Regions from separate parts of the Danio rerio genome. Here all the other regions are linked to region 3. Evidence: chromatin contacts called from public HiChIP or PLAC-seq data. All regions are on one chromosome and are shown on one strand. Each heading gives the region's core, a stretch centred on a gene start, on an enhancer-like site or on the middle of the called end of the contact. The rest is flanking DNA. Distances are from core to core; before and after follow the strand shown.

The links. HiChIP or PLAC-seq counts read pairs in DNA pulled down with a chosen protein or histone mark.
Region 1: a contact with region 3 is called in an H3K4me3 HiChIP or PLAC-seq map of gastrula embryo, with 4 times the contacts expected there. The contact joins the promoter of aagab here to the promoter of skor1b in region 3. A contact is called at or near these places in 5 of 18 Hi-C or Micro-C datasets (caudal fin, embryo and an unstated tissue) and 2 of 4 datasets of contacts at active chromatin or transcription factors (embryo and gastrula embryo).
Region 2: a contact with region 3 is called in an H3K4me3 HiChIP or PLAC-seq map of embryo, with 3 times the contacts expected there. The contact joins the promoter of smad3b here to the promoter of skor1b in region 3. A contact is called at or near these places in 1 of 18 Hi-C or Micro-C datasets (embryo) and 1 of 4 datasets of contacts at active chromatin or transcription factors (embryo).

Annotation. Positions count from the first base shown.
Region 1 is chr18:21,204,901-21,208,920 of GRCz12tu, reverse strand. It overlaps aagab (alpha and gamma adaptin binding protein), which reads left to right and starts at 1,420. Exons shown (of 10, transcript NM_001002423.1): 1 at 1,420-1,599; 2 at 3,419-3,609; 3 at 3,686-3,788; 4 at 3,873-3,962. The coding sequence starts at 1,506. iqch (IQ motif containing H) reads right to left here and starts at 1,196. Exons shown (of 21, transcript NM_001045129.1): 1 at 1,094-1,196; 2 at 820-942; 3 at 324-427. The coding sequence starts at 1,144.
Region 2 is chr18:21,157,923-21,161,988 of GRCz12tu, reverse strand. It overlaps smad3b (SMAD family member 3b), which reads right to left and starts at 1,646. Exons shown (of 9, transcript NM_175083.2): 1 at 1,435-1,646. The coding sequence starts at 1,637.
Region 3 is chr18:21,362,157-21,365,731 of GRCz12tu, reverse strand. skor1b (SKI family transcriptional corepressor 1b) reads right to left here and starts at 1,871. Exons shown (of 7, transcript NM_001045133.1): 1 at 147-1,871. The coding sequence starts at 1,871.

The DNA.
Region 1 (4,020 bases), core at 171-2,670, 160 kb after region 3:
ACTGTGGGGGAAACCGGAGCACCCGGAGGAAACCCACGCAAAGGCAGGGAGAACATGCAAACTCCACACAGAAACACCAACTGAGCGAAAGTTCGAACCAGCGACCCAGCGACCTTCTTGCTGTGAGGCAACAGCACTACCTACTGCGCCACTGCCTCGGCCTTAAATTTATACATTTTTAAAAAAAAGTTAAGATAGCGATGAACATGTTTTGGTTCATGGTGCAATATGGGTATCCAATAAAACTGCTGATGAGCATAATCGCTGATACTGTAAAGAGAATTTCTGTATTTGCCTCAGTAGGGGAATTTTTGTTTAAATACCACGTAACAAGTTTCGGATGAGCAGTCTTCTTTTCAGGCTCTTCAATAGAAGGTAGAGTCAAAACCTGGTTATTGATGGTTTTCAGATAATCCTCTGCGTGTCTCTATGAACAAAAAAATTTAGAAAAACAAAATTACAAGCCATTTACAAACCAATTTTTTTTCAAGCTCCACACGTTTCATGTATGTGTATATTCCATTGCACAAATTCTAAAATAAACTGTTAAATTAAATGTAAATGATCTAATAATTTTACAAATTAAAATAAATTATTCATTCATTTTCTTTTCTTCCCTATATTGATCTGGGGTCACCACAGTGGAATGAACCGCCAACTTATCCAGCATATGTTTTACGCAGCAGATACCCTTCCAGCTGCAACCCATCTCTGGGAAACATAATAAATTATTGTTAAACTATTTTAAATACCTAAACAAACAAACAGCTATAAAATAACTATTACGGTAAATTTATCATAAAGTAATAATTTATATACCCTTATTCCATTTTCTGTCCTGATGATGGCTGCATCCAGAGCTTGAATATCCAAAATTTCTCCATTTTCTTGCACAGTAAATTGAACAATATTCTTTTTTAGCTGTCTTAAATCATCCTGGACCTAAAACACACGAACATTCAGAAAAAACATAGTCCTACACACCGCCATGAAATGTGACATAAGTTTCAAAGTCTGTAAATTTAACACTTAAACGGCTGTAGTAAAGTCTTCTGTTATATATCTGTTCTTCAGTAACTTCACATTAACTTACCTTTACTAAAATATTCCCAACTTCGTCTTTATTTTTGAGGACGCTGGCCATTTTTTCAAACGAATAATAAATGTTTAAGGGTTTTCAGGTCATTTTAAGCTTCGTTACAAGTTTTCATCAACAAAGGTCTGACCGTAACTATGGCAACATGACGCATGGTATTCTCCGTGAGGAAACACCAAAATCACATTTATTATTATGATTATTATTTCTTAATTAATCATGTAACTTATAAAGGATTTACTTGCGCTTTTCAAAGGTACACTATATTATTTATTTTATATTTTCTAAACGCGCGCAGACGCGGAAGCAAGTTGAGGTTAGAGGTGAAAGGTTTCCTTCAGGAGGTTGACAGCTGTTGCTAACGTGCTACCTTCATTGGGAGCTATTTTGAATTGTTCCAAGGCTTAAAATGGCAGATGATCAAGGAGATGAAGCACCTACCCTACCTTGTATCTTAGTCACAAGTTGTGATTCCAACTTTAAAGAAGAGGAGCTCATTAGACGTGAGTAAATAAGGAAAATGTAGCCCATACTCGTTAGCCTTGCCGCTATGCTAATGTTAGCTGTCAACAATAAGAATTTTTCCTGATATCACTTGATTACAGATCAAAACGCGTGCATCGCGTAAACGTTTTCGTTATTAATCGCATATAATACTTGATGTATTATTACATTGTGTTACGGTATTTTAAAAGTAAAAAAAATTTGATAAATCCAGCTATCAATCTAGAAATGTACACTATTCTGTACATTTCACGTAAATCATACTGATTAATGTAAAGTTGGCTTTATATTAGCACATTCTGACTTTGTCCTTAATAATATAATTTCAGAAAAGTGTTATTTACAAATTTTACATAGAGAAATCATATTAGCAGCCAATGACCATCAAAGTACAGCATTGTTCACAATCAACTAAATAGTGCTAATGTTGTTTTGGAGTCATACTTACTTGTGATTTTAGACCGAATATTTATAGTACAATAATAAACACTATAGGGACCATATCACAAGCTGTTACTGAACGAATGTGCCAATGTAAAATCAACTTTACTTCAATATCATACTGAGTTTTATTGAAGTCAGATTGTCTTTTCTACCGGTTTGTCTTGTAAATGTATTTTTTAATATATATAATACCCAGTTTTCTGATCGCAGAATACTGATAAAGCATTATCAAAGTTAACAAAATTCACTAATTTTTCAAAGGTATTATTGGTGCTTGTTATATTCTTCAACAATGTTGTAATTTACGTTTAAGTATTTTGCATTTATTTGCACGAGCTACAGTAGGTTCAAATAAAGTACCCTAAATTTCCAGACTTTTGTACCAGTACCAATATTTTTTTTTCCCAATATAAGTAGGAAAACATGTATTTTTGATGAACCTAGTGTCATTTTCTGCGAATAAATATTCAATTAGATTTCAATAGTAAAATTTTAGGCCTTAAAAACTCTTAGATTCACTGAAATATTGAGGTCTTAAATTATTTTAAACAGGTCTTAATTTTCCTATGTCTACGTAAAGCTACCCAATCTGGCCAACACCCAATCACCTATAATCCATCTCAAAACTTATTTTTTTATACATTTAAGTTTTTTATTGCAAAGAGATACAATTTACAACAGCTGTTAAACATTTTACAGCAAATTCTCCAAAATAAATTCCCAATTCAGGGAAAAAAACTAAAGCAACACATCTCCACATGATCTTCCATAATGCAAAAAGTATTTACCGAACCGGGCAATTAGAAAAGAAAATCCTTTGTGTTTAGCCCTGTGTAAGTCTAAAATTTTTATTCATAATGTTCTTAAAAGGGTCTTAAAATTCTTCAATTAGAGGAAACCTGCAGAAACCCTGTAAAAAAATAATAATAAAGTAAAAAAAAATAAAATAAATATATATATATATATATATATATATATGTTTTATTCAGCAGTCACTGAAATACTCATGGGAAAAACCTTGGTGTGTTTCGGGGGGGGGTTATTACAAGACTTTTGAACTTTTATGACTTAAACGATAGTGTTACATATGTACTATAAATGGCGTTACCATAGTTCTTTGCATACAGTATATATCTATCTGTTTTTATGTATTCATCCTTATACACAATTATTGGCTTACGTTTTACCACGTAAAGGATATAAAAGTAGTGACTCCTTGTGTCCAGTGATTCGTTGTGTCCAGCAGGCGGCAGTGTTGGACTTCAGTTAATTTACTCATTCTGCCCAAATATATATATAGATAATATAGTTTTTACTGCCAGTATTATCAAATACACACTTGGCTTTTAACAGTTTTGTCTGTGTTAATTACAGAGATTTTGAGCTCAGAATCACCACCGCAGCCTAACAGAATAGAAGAAAGAGTTTCCTGGTATCCATGGACGATCAACAACAAATACTACACCGCAAACGTCAGCCTATGTGTCGTATCAAGTACATTCGACATGAATGCTGAGGTGGCCCGGTCTATGCAAGCGTTCATCATTTATTTTGACAGCAAAACTGTGAGTGATTGCCATGTTAATCAGTTTGCGATTTAACTATTTGTGTCCTTCAATTCACCTTTTATTTGTCTTTCAGAAAGACAGCCTTAACAATGTCAACTCCTGGTTATCAGTAGTGGAGGAACTGGCTCCAGAAGTGCTGATCCTAGTGTGTGACCATGTGTGCGACAGCGATGAGGGTGTGTGTGTGGTAGCTTTTCACTCATTTATCTGCAATGTATGCATTTTCTTGTGCTAATTTTGATGTAAATATACCATTGCAGGTGTTAGCAGACAAGATGCCCAGCAATGGTGTTTGGCCCATGCGTTTGAATTAGTAGAACTTAACCCACAAGATCTACCCGATGAAGATGGTAAATAAAAAAGACAGTTTAAGCAAGATGACTTGACTATGTGCATACATGATTGAAT
Region 2 (4,066 bases), core at 397-2,896, 200 kb after region 3:
TTAGTGAAACATGTTTGAAAGCAATAATTTGTGCCTTCAAATCCACTTAGACCACATTAAGCATAATTTTTAGTAAGCAAAATGATCGATCCTTAAACTTTTTCCTGCCATTCATGAATCTAAATAGCATGGAAATACAGGTATATGCAGCTTAAATGTAATACTTTCAAAAAAAAATATGCATATTACTGCCTTCAGCAGCCACAAAGGCTTTGCGTTTTCATCTGTAGGGCTATTAATTCTCCAAATCCTTTTACCCATGACTAAATGTCCTGAGTACAATTGGATATAACTACCACAGTGGTTATGATATAACAAGCTTTACTCTCCTCTATTCTCCTCCACAACCACCACCATCTGGGGCACAGGGCACTGTACACTGATTTAGTGGCAATAACAAAGTATCATAGAATGAACATTAAAATACATAAACCAACTGATGTACAATTGCAATTTAACCAGTATAATTAACTATATTAAGAACAATCACATTCACTAGTTGCAGTGAGTTGTTTTGACAGTTTAACACTGAATAGTACTGAATAGTTTCACTGCAGTTTATTATTAATTTAACATACTAATAAGGTTTGATCACAAAACTGTAAAATTATGCCCAATCCAGCTCTCTGAATAAAAATTTGTCAAAACAGTCCCAGTCTGCTCTAGATACCAGACTGTTATATAACAGCTTAGCTTGGCATTTAGTGGCGTTTGGCATTTTATTCACTTATATGAGCCTGAACGTTAAGTTTATCGCAGCCTTTTAAACTGTCTGTCTGTTATGAATATAAACGGGTGAAGTTTATGATCAGCCATATAAGCTTTCAAAACCAACTCAACAGTTAAAAGTAATGAATGTTTTTCTCTATAGTCAGCACGTCAGGCTAGCTGATAGGGGCTTGTATACAAGTTACGCTAACAAAACTAGTGTAAATATAAGAACTTGATATTAAGATATGACTAAAAAAACTATATATTTTTTCTGTAGATACAGTATGAAACGAGATGCGACAATAAAGAGCAACCTTAAAGCCTGCCTTTAGCAAGCTAATGTTGTCAAATAACGATGCGCGCATTAGTTGTAACTGTTAGGGAAATAATCTGCTTTGGGGACGAATGAAACATCCATTGATGTCTGTCAGACAACTAAATAACTTAACACATTAATATTCTTAACCAGTAACGTTATTAGAAAACTCAAGTGAAGAGAGAACACTCGCTGGCTGTTCATTTCAGTTAGCAACGTTAGCCGCACAGTTTGGTTGTAACGTAACGTTAACGTTTATTATGTGGCGGTGTCTCGAAAACTACTTAGCTTTCTACCTAGGCATCCTGCATTTAAACATGGTTTGTTTACTGAATGAGCGATATGATGTGCAAAATGACACCTCGGTGGGCAGCTCACTATGTTTTAACACAATCTTCATTATGTACCTTGGTATGGTGATGCATTTGGTGTTGATATTCTGGGTGGTGATGGCCTTCTCCAACTCCTCCAGCTGTCCGGTCTTCTTTAACTTCTTCACCAGACTCTTCACCGCTTTCTCGCACCATTTCTCCTCCTGTCCGTTCTGCTCGCCCTTCTTCCAGCCCAGCAGCCTCTTCACGATCGGGGGCGTGAAAGGCAATATAGACATCTTTAGTTGATCAGAAACAGCTACGAATATATTCCGTATCAGGGGGTGGGATGCTCTATAATTGCGTCGATAGATCTTTTAATTTTTCCAGATTTAAAATAAAAAAGAAAGTTCTTTGTCCACGAGTCACATCACCGCATGATGGTGAGAGATGTTCAGGGGCTCAGAGCTGTGGATAGTGAACGGTACTCGGATGAAATTCGGCGAGACGCAGCGCTGTCTGAACCCGCCCCTCCTTCTCCTCCTCCTCCGCTTTCTCTGTAGTTCAGACTTTTATTAGATGTAATAAAAATAACATTTAAAAAGTTTGAAATATACAAATAATCAAATGTTATATGTGTCTAACAAAAACTTATTTGTTTCATGTAGTCAATTTGGGAAAAAGGGTGTCACAGAATGACCTAAATGTAGCCTACTTCTTTTTTGTAAACTTCATCATATATATTATATTATATGATATTATATGATATTATATGATATTATACGATATTATATGATATTATATTATAATAAAAGTGCTGAAATTAAACATTTTATTATTGTCTTCTAGCAATATAAGCCTTAAAAAGGAGTCATACTAAAAATCCATATCCCTTATTCACATATTTTATTATGTTATGTAATGTTATAACGCAGTCATTTTTAACACCAGGCATAAAAATAATAAAAATTAAATAAAAAACGTAAACCCCCTATGCGCTTAACCCATTTATTTTACAATTTTATCTTGTATTATATAACTGTATGTTAAATCAAAAGCAAACTTCACTGAAAACAGTGCTACATTGCTGAGAATCTAGACGTCTGAGAGACACGTCACTATTCGGATGTCTGTAGTTTTTGTACAATGGCTCTAGACTGCAGACAGGAGGGAGGGGACGGGGCTGAGACTCCTCTGTGTACTTGCATTCAGGCCTGTTGCAGCTTGCCCTCTGCAAGCACATACTGGGAATGTCCCGAATCAGTTCATGTTCATTCAGAAGCAGAACATCAATTCAGGCCAGCTGGAGCAAGTACAAGGGCTCCGGGTCCAGAGAAATCCATCTCTGTCAGACTCTTTCTCATTTGTGATGCATTAATCAAGACATTCATGTTTTGTTTCCTAAAACAATAAATAAACACATTTTATCACAATCACTGAGCAAGGATGAAAAAACTAATATGATTTTCTAAAATATTATGTTAAAATATGTAAATGATGTTTTATGCCAGTAAGGCATATATTTAAGTGACAAAAATCTTAACACTGGACGAACCAGGTTCAAAGTCCCAATCTACACTGTAGAAATTATATTGTATTTTTACAGTAATTTACTGTCAGCACTGTTGTCCTCAATTTACCACAACTGCCCCTTTACAGTAACTTAAATGTGTTTTACAGTAGCAGGGCCCTTTACTTCAATTTCATTTTAAAGTAAAATAGCCTTACCACAAATTCTTTTTATGGTAAAATGCCCTTTAGCACATTTTAATTTTACAGTATGAACATATTACAGTACTTTTACTGTAGGTCATTAACATTTCACCCTAGCGGTACAAGACCCTTATTTTTTAAAAGTGTTTACTATTGAATTCCAAACACGCGACAAGATCATGTAGGCCTACTTGTTTTTGTATTATTATTCACTGCATTATATCAATTTTAAGTTGAATTTTAAATGTTTACAAAAGTAGTTTTCATTCATGAATCTATTTTAAATTATATATTTTGTAATACCAGATAACTTTTTCATTAACTGTCATATTTTTGTTTTCAACTACAGTAGTAGTACATTTTACAGTAGAATATAGCAAATTACTATTCCTAATAGTTTCCATGCAAATTCCTATTACAGTGGTGAACAAGAATGTATTTAGCTGGGTTTTTTGCTAAATCTATCAAACTATCTAGCTCTCTGTGATCATCAGTCATCATCAAATGTGAGTTTTACAAGTTTAAAACGTGTTTAAAACAGTGAATGTTTTTAATGAATTACAAAGTTTACTTCAGTTTTACTTGTCACCACAGTCTCATGTCTGTACAATTATAAAAGAAAACGCTTCAATCTCGGTTTGTGGACATTAAATCAGGTTTACTTTGAACATGAACTTAACGAATATCCATACAGTACTATAAATTATCGTGTATCCTGTCACATTTGCATACAAAAACGCACAAAGTTAAATGTGTGCGCTGTGTGTGTGTGTGTGTGTGTGTGTGTGTGTGTGTGTGTGTGTGTGTGTATGAACTTTGTAATCATTCTCATTAACTTTACAACAAATACATCAATTAAACATTAATAAAGTTCTTACTATAGTATTTCTCACAAACATTACATGAGATCTGCTTCCTTCATGTCTGTCACTGTGCTTATTTATCTGATGCAGCCAAGGCAGAGATTGAGGCACACTCTGACAGGCATGTGGAAACGGTGGGCAGAGAGAACTAG
Region 3 (3,575 bases), core at 622-3,121:
CAAAACTTTTTATATTTTAAAATAACCAAAATAACATTTACAATAAATACAGTATACTAATATTAATCAATATTCTGTACAAAAAAAACTAATATCGCCTAATAAGAATAACAAAATTACGCGTGCTTCTGTATTTAATAACTCACTTCAAAGCGCGTCGTGTGTTTATTGCCGTGGCTCTCCATATCAGACGGCCGCGTTTCGCTTGAATTCGTCGAGTGTAGGTCGTTCAAGGTGTGCATCTGGGTATTTTCTTGATCTTGCCCTTTAACCCCTTCACTCTGCGCTAGGGTCAAACTGTGCGGACTCCGTCGGTCATCCACCGAGAGCTGCAGACACTCCTCATCCTCATGCGCCTTATGGGACTCCACATCCACATCCGGATCATCCACACTGTCCACGTCCGGAGACACTGACCTGTAACTAGAACTTTCACTCAGAAAATCTGGTGACATGTAGCCGGACCGAGGGCCAGAGTACGGCCCTCTGTTGCCGTATAATTTTGCGATGCTCTCGACATCTTTAACAACCGGCCTGAATGCAGAAATGTAGCTTATTTTTCTCGAGGTGGGTGGAATTCCCTCTATCGACCTGCTCTCGTCCCCAGATTTATCCTCCTCGTTGCGGGTCGACTGAGTGCTCGAGCACCGTTCATTATCTAGTAAACTGTCTTTAGGGGTGCTTGTGCTTCGGTCACTTTGCTCTGACACGTCAAGCTCATTATGTCTGGCGCATAACACGTCAGATGGAGGTTTAGGTTGGGCATGGTGGTACGTTGGCATGGCCAAGCTGCCTGTTGTAGGCCAAAACATGGGGAAAGAAGTATAGGCACTGTCCTTAGGGCTCGGCCAAAACACACCTGACAGGTTTGTTTTGTTTGGCTCTCCCATCACCTCACCGTCATCCTTCTTTTGACACAATCCAAACGCCGGGAAACCGTATGGATGCGGAAATAGCGGTGGTGGTATTTTCTGTAACATCCCAAAACTCTTACTGGGCACTGGGATAACTGGGTAACTGCGGATGCTGCTCGGCATAGTCACGTTCACCCTGTCATCCTCACAGCGGAGAGTTTTGTGCGGCACATCGGACGGTTCCCCTTGGGTCTGACCTCTGGGTGGTTGCGAAGGCGAACTTTCAGACCGACCGATTGGCAGCGTCCTCTTGCGGCTGCCACCGTTAAACATGGCCTTGACATCTTCCCAGGCGTGGATCACGTCGTCCGATGAGTTCTTATCGCTGAGTTTTAAGTGTCTTCTCCAAGAATTGAAGTTTGCCGCGTCGGGCTGTGTGTATTTGGATTCTGGCGTGCGGTGAGAGTGAAATATGAACTTATTTGGAGAAAAATACATGTTGCAGAATGAACACTTAATACACTTGGCTCTCGAGCTGTTGTACCTAGCAGGGATGAAATTGCCCCGGCTGCCCCACGCGCATTCGTGCGACACGTCAAAAGCGAAATTTTCTGGTAATTTCGGCGGGCTGTGGGCGCCCAGGAACGATTTGCAGAGCCTCTCGGCCTCTCGCTTTGTAATCATCCCGCAGCGTCTCGAGGAAATGGGCATAGCCCCCGCGCGCCTGAGGATCTCCAGCTGGACCGGGGTGCACTGCACACAGGTGATGCCCAGAGCCACGCGCCGGTTGTGGATTTCGTTATAGCTATAGTTCTTCAACAAAGTGTTGGATATTTGGGCTAGGCAAAGTCTCTCTTGACCGTCTATGACTAATGAAACGATCGGTATTCCGTATAAAGAGGTCTCACTGACTTGGTTCGGCTTAAGTGGTGGGCCAGAGTAAGACTGCAAGTCTTTAGAGTTCGGCGAACAGCTGGAGTCTCTTCCAGCCGGCAGCTGATTTGGGATAGATTCCATTCCTGGAAATCTGTAAAGAGTGATGCAAAGAATAGTTTTAGGTAATGTATTGAGTACAATAATTTAGAAAGAGAAATGATTTTTTTTCATGTCATAGCATGCGATTTAATGTAATAATAGGCTAATAATAATAATAATAATAATAATACATAGTCTATAATAATAATAAAATATATATTAAACGGTGAAAAATCTAATTTATGATGCTCGAAACTCGCCATGCAAGGTTATTAATTCATATATAAAAAATATTTGTCTTCATATCTCTGTATATATAATAATAAACAAGGTTGGTGGTCGTAATTTTATATATTTTTTGTCATCGAATTTTAGGACGTTTGTTTTTTATTCGTTTGAATACAATACAAGTTTTAGCGTGCTGAACATATAACCGTTTTGAAAAGGCAAACAATTGTTGTGTCAACAGCAAGGATTATCGAGGAAAGAGCAGAAGGAAATTATTCCTTGAGCCTTACCAAAGAGCTTAATAACGGTGTAAGACGCTTTAAGCCGCTTTAATTGTAATTACTAGAGGTGAGCTTTGCGTTTTTGATCTGTTGATAAAGCCAAACGAACTACAATTAAGATACAATGTGTTTACATTATAGTCCCGTTTCCTATCTTAATTTAATTTAGCTAAACTTACACAAGTGTTTTGTTTGTCAAGAATTCGATACAAATTGAAACATCTTTTAAACATGTATAGCCCATATTTTGGAAGACGTATTTATCTGATTTGTACAAATAAATGTTAAGTGTGCTTTTGGATAAATTGTGTATTAAGACGCAGTGTTTGATTTGTTTATCCTATACGCAGCTCTTTAAGATTTTCCCCACCATATAAAATGTTAAAAAGTGAACACTGCAAACATCAAAAATCTCACCTTTTTTTGAGAAGATGCCTTTTGTGTCTTTAATCTGCGGAGCAAAACGCGTCTTCGAAACCTTCGAGTCCTTCGGAAAAACGCGCTCTTTCTGTCCTCTGTTAGAGCCTTTTTGTAATCAGACGCATTGGAATCCCGCCGATCTGATATAAAATGTCCACAAGCGCTAGTTTAGCGGTTTTCTCTCCGGCCTGTTATCAGTGCGCGTGGACTTGCATCGTACTCGGCTCTCCCGCGACTAGTGTTGAGGCGCGCGCGGAGGCTTGACCACATGCTAGTGCAGACCTCAACGACACAACCACTGAAGACATTCGACAGTGCTCAAGTGACAGCTAAACTAATGGCGAGGCACTCCCACTTAGCGCCAGCATATTTACATTAACTATTTGCCTTCGGGACCAATGGGGACGACAGTCAGTGCTGTCATTGAGGCCTGGAGACGTTTAAAGTTCACCACGTGATCTTTTAACACACGAAAGTGATTGCTTGTCTGCCAGTGTGTGCGGGGGCGTGCGTGGCATTTAGGAACACTTTAGATTAGTCGACCTAGTAGACTACTTGTAAAAGGTCTGTTTAATGTGAAACAACAGTTTTAATACGAGAGCTACTGCATGCGCTCTGAGGAAAATGGGTATGTTTTTGTAAGCTTTTAATATGCTCTCATAAAATATTTTCACAGATGTCTGTAGCATAAAGGTGAGTATTTTTTATAGGTGCATGCTCTAATCTAAAATCTTTCCTAAATCTAAAGAAATGCAATTGTCACTTGAATAAATCTAATGTTTACTAAAGCTTCCCTAAATATTTTCATGTGTTCACA